Regions from separate parts of the Danio rerio genome. Here region 2 is linked to region 1. A link is a contact called in public Hi-C data. All regions are on one chromosome and are shown on one strand. The core of a region is the stretch at or near the end of the contact, and the rest is flanking DNA. Distances in the headings are between cores, read along the strand shown. Region 1 overlaps tmem260 (transmembrane protein 260). Region 2 overlaps LOC141378416 (a long non-coding RNA gene).

Region 1 (2,583 bases), core at 55-2,554:
CTTCTTGCTGTGAGGCCACAGCACTACCTACTGCACCACCGCATTGCTGGGGTGATTATGAGTTTTAATTTGGCCATAACTTTTTCTCTATTTCAGCTAGCAGAATAATTTTTGGTGACAAATCTTATTTTGACAAATATTTTGAGAAAATGCTTTGAATAAAAAAAAAAAAACCTCAACAACACACTCAGGGCAAATTGACTACCCTTTATGTTCGAGATGATAACATCTACTAAATTAAACTGTTGAAAAAATGCATCAGATACATATTTTTTGCGAATGTTTTTGCACAAATATTTCAATCAAACTCAGTTCTGAAAATGACTTGGGCATAAAGTAACTTGGGCTTGAAGTCTTGGGCAAGTCTCTCCCTAATTTACTGTCGATGGCAAGTTTTTGCCCCATTGACTTCCATTAACCAAATTTTTTTTGATTATAAAAGCATGACACCATAAAATCATGCATTTTTGATTTTTGGTGGTTTTCCCTGTTAAACATCAGTTGGCACTATAACCTTTTAGATAGGCCTGTGCAAAAAAAAAAGCTACCAGCAAATTATTACTGCAAATTAAAGTGTGTGTGTGTGAGAGAGTGACGATTACACGCTTATATTAATGTGTCAGAGAAAATCTAAATATCTCAGATCTCAGAACTAGAAAAACAAAGTGTATTTGTGCACGATCAAATGTGGTATTAATGGAAGTCAATGGGGCAAAAACAGCCATGTTGTTACTAATCGTTCACCATGTCCAAGACTGTGAAAAAAGGTAACAAAAAATTGGACTGAAAATACTTGGGACAAGATCAGCGGTGACATCTCTAATGAAGAGTTTCCAAAAAAGTGTAGTAATTTCTGATTATTATCACGAATGTAAAATACAATTTTGCTGCTTAATATTTTTGTGGAAACTTTAATAATATCAATGCCTATACTGACATAGTGTGCCCTTAAATTAAACAAGTATTATTGTTTGTAAACTATAAAGTCGAAAAATGAGCTGAAAGTAATCTAAAAGTAATACAAAATTGTGTATGAAAACACGTGGAATGAAATGAGCAGTGACTTCTCCTATGAATAGTTTGCAGAGAGGCGTAAGACTCCATGGCATTATCTTTCTTTGGTCGGTTTGTCTGTGAAGTGGTGGCGAGCTGGAACATCAGGTGGACAGGTGTGATGAGCGTCAGTCTCGCCGCTGATCAAAGCGCAGTGATGTACCAAACTTCAGCGCTCTAATCTACATGACTGCCGTGGCTAGGATGTCTAATCAAGCACAGAACTGGCTGCTTTAATCTGCATGACTAGCGTGGCCAGGGCGGCTAATCAAGCAGAGAGTCAAAGCTGCAGAAGAGCGCCAGAGAGAGCTTCTGCTTTGATGTCTGCTGAAGCATGGAGGAAATGAGGAATTCAGAGAAGTGTCTGCATTGGTCTGGATGATCAGCCACAAACAGAGCGAAAAACTTAAACTTAGAAGATAATATAACATGTCATGTAAAAGAAATTTAATTTGTTGGACTGTTGTGGAGTTTTAATTACATACAAATATTATAGACATGCTTCAATAGTCAGGTGAGAAGAATAGAGGTCAGGTGTGGCTTAAATCTATTTAATTGAAATGTTATTTGGTAAGATGGTTTATTTATTTTTGATAAGTTGGTTTATTTTGGTTGCCCTGCATAAAAGTTGTTGTTTTTTTATGGTTCACGTTATTTATTATGTTGGCTTGAGAAAGCCAATATATTGTACTACTCTGTCCTTGAAAACAAACGTATATCCTCCTAGGTCATTCATGCTACAAGGCCCAAATTTGGTCAAAATATGCATTTTGCATCCAAGATCGTAGCTATATGTCCTCATGCCAATCAGACTTATCGTTTTGAATAAAAAAAAAAAAAAGTTAAATATTACATTTTAATAATCCGGCTATTTAAAAAATTTATACAAGCCCCAAATTTGGCCAAAAGCTACGTTCTGTATTAGATTTTTCTGCTGTATCTTTCAGTTTTCCAATAAATAATTTTTAAGCATTATTTTTCTATGGAAAACCATATTTGACCTAAACTCCATATTATTTAACTGATATGGCAAGCCATTTTTGCATGAATCACTTTCACATTTATTAAGCATATATTTTCAATAAAATATGGCAAGCCATTTTTACATAATGTCTAAGTCCAGTTTTTGACTGTCATGAAGACATTGGGTTGATTTATATCCCTCATATTGGCAAGGCTTTCTCAAGCCAACATTAAAGCTGGTCAATGAACTTTAGGTTCTAGTTTGCTTCCTAATATGCTTTCTCCAAAAATAGTTTTTCATTTTTTGAACATAAAACAATTTTTCCATAAAATATCTTAAGGATCGTGTTGTTTCAACTCATTTTAAATAAGTAGTCTGAACAAGCAGCAAAAGTCATTTTTTGAGTGTATTTGTGTGTGGGTGACCCCTCTGTTATTTGACAATGGTTTAGTCCTACTATTATAAGGGCTGATCTTGTGCCTTTTGTGGGGTTTTTTTTGTTTCATTTCCATTTTATTTTTATACTCATTTCAGGTAATTATAGGTTCAGCGTCTTTTTGTATCCC
Region 2 (2,583 bases), core at 45-2,544, 230 kb before region 1:
AAGTTATAATGTTCACCGTGAATTGTTTTGTTCATAAAAACTCAATGTGTTGCCAGGAGCCATATTAATTTTGTATTGCCTGTGTGTTGTTTTAACTCTCAAAGTGCTGATGCCTGTTGACTTGCATTTAATGAATCATGAAGAACCAGTTTCAGCTGAAAATGATCTGTAATGTTCTGCTAAAGAAAAAAAGTCACCTACAGTACATCAAAGAAGGCCTAAGGGTGAGTAAATTCGTTTTTTTTTTCATTTTGGGATTAACTACCTTTAAGAAATACAATGCAATTTTAAATATATCCTTCAAACAACTTCAAACAAAGCTTTATATAATTGTGAATGATAAAAAAATTTGTCCCCTCATACAGTTGAAGTCAGAATTATTAGCTCCCCTGTTTATTTTTCCCCAATTTCTGTTTAACGGAGAGAAGATTTTTCAACACATTTCTAATCATAATAGTTTTAAGAACTCATTTCTAATAGCTAACTTATTTCATCTTCATCATGATGACAGTAAATAATATTTGACTAGATATTTTTCAAGACACTTCTATACAGCTTAAAGTGACATTTAAAGGCTTAACTAGGTTTATTTGGTTAACTAAACCGGTTAGGGTAGTTAGGCAAGTTATTGTATAACAATGGTTTGTTCTGAAGACAATCAGGAAAAATATAACTTAAAAGGGCTAATAATTTTGACTTTAAAATAATTTTTTTTTTAATTTAAATTTAGCTGAAATAAAACAAATGAGACTTTTTCCAGAAAAAAAAAAATATTATCAAACACACTGTGAACATTTCCTTGATATAGCAATCATCATTTGTGAAATATTTAAAAAAGAAAAAAAATTAAAGGGGGTTTATTAATTCTGACTTCAACTGTATATTGAATAAAATAAATGCATCCGTTACTATTTTAACATTTGACAAATTATTAATATGATTCAATATCAAAGTAAATATATTCTGTGCACACAAAATCACGTTTCTACACTTTGACCCATGTATATGTTATGCATTAGAATATTTATTTCTGAGTGAAATCACTTCCATCGTTCAATATTGATGTATGATCACTGCCTGAAGTGACTTTAAAATGTTCAAACCACATGCAAAAAAGACCCCAAAACAAACCCACCGCACTTTTCATTTCCTGTCTTTGATCTCAAAATAAAACAATGTGTGGCATATTTTAAGGTTCTTGCCGCTGAGCAGGAAGCAGAGCCAAACCCCGTCTTTAAAACGAACGCTGCTTTGAAACGTGCAGTAAAGCAGACGGAAAGGCAGAGGGCAGTAGTGCACTAAAACAGCCCCCCAACAAGCCCTCTCTCCCACACTCCCTCTTTCACAATGGAAGTGCGCCCGGGGGGGGGAAGTGTTGCTTTTTTAGGTCTATAAGCCCGTATCCCTTAATCCCTCGCCATGATTGACAATCATGATTTAGGGTATATGGTGTCCCATTCTAATCCAGCAGCACTGCTTTCATTTGCATACTTGCCGTGCGTGGCCTCATTTTCAGGGGAGGCAAACTGCCTGCTGCCTTTGTAAGAGATGCAGAGAGAGAGGAGAGGAAAAGAGAGGGAGAGCGAGAGAACAAAAAGGGAAATAGGAGATAGAAAAAGAGAGCTGAGAGGAGAGAGAATTTGGAAAAAGAGAGTTGGCTGCCATTGAGGAGAGAGAGCGAAAGAGCGACGGAGAGAATGATGAAAATTAGATTAGAGAGAGAGAGAGAGATTAGAAATTGGGAATGTTTGTGTATGTCTGCCAGAAGTGAGGATAACTGTATACTGTATGTGTGTGTGTGTGTGTGTGTGTGTGTGTGTGTGTGTGTGTGTGTGTGTGTGTGTGTGTGTGTGTGTGTGTGTGTGTGCTCACCAAAGTCAGTCCTTGCCATCCAGCCACTTCAGTATCTCTCAATTGCCCTCCAGCTCTAAAGATGCATCCCAAGGCACATCACACAGACGAGAGCGAGACAAGGAGAAAGGCTAAATTAGCATTAACTTAATTAATGAGGCATTTGCGATAACAACCAACATCCTATGACACCTGCGAATAAAACAGACTAAAGAATTATGATTTATAACAAAACTTTGAAGATGATTTCTAGGTTACTGTATGGCATTGACAAGCAAGAAGCGTGAAAAGAAACAACAACAACATTTCAATATTATGGAATCTTAGCAGCAGGGTTGATGTTATGCTGTTTGACCTTTATTTCCACTGTATATATTTGCAACCGCCTTCTCCGGATCTAAACTAAACTAAATTCGTATGCCCGACTCCTGTTTTCATGCTGTGAAAACTTTTGTAATTTTGTATGATGTGCGGAGAGAAGGTCAAACATTTACAGTCCAAACATTTAAACAGAAGGTCAAACATTTACAGTCCAAACATTCAAACAAAAGGTCAATCATTTAAACAGAGCGGTGTGTTGTGACAGATTTATCCATTGCAGTTCGAAGCAGCTAGAGTAATAAAATGTTGATTTATAGTGTTAAACCGTGAAATCAAGCAGGTAAAGTCTCTTTTTGTCAAGAACATGTCGGAAAACATGGTGAAGTGATATATGAATTGTGAAATAATAGC

The links. Hi-C and Micro-C count contacts between places; a contact is called where the count stands out from the background.
Region 2: a Hi-C map of hematopoietic stem cells shows a contact between it and region 1, with 2.7 times the contacts expected there. The contact joins two enhancer-like sites. A contact is called at or near these places in 5 of 18 Hi-C or Micro-C datasets (caudal fin, embryo and hematopoietic stem cells).

The regions. Positions count from the first base shown.
Region 1 is chr17:49,158,957-49,161,539 of GRCz12tu, reverse strand. All of the region lies in intron 11 of tmem260 (transmembrane protein 260), which reads right to left. Among named protein-coding and RNA genes, the nearest start is that of tmem260, 58 kb to the right of the region's middle. Within about 2 kb of position 1,304, at least 3 of the 62 cell types and tissues checked have an H3K27ac peak or open chromatin away from gene starts, as enhancers often do.
Region 2 is chr17:49,385,227-49,387,809 of GRCz12tu, reverse strand. LOC141378416 (a long non-coding RNA gene) reads left to right here. Exons shown (of 6, transcript XR_012393018.1): 4 at 105-224. Among named protein-coding and RNA genes, the nearest start is that of exoc5, 41 kb to the left of the region's middle. Within about 2 kb of position 1,294, at least 33 of the 62 cell types and tissues checked have an H3K27ac peak or open chromatin away from gene starts, as enhancers often do.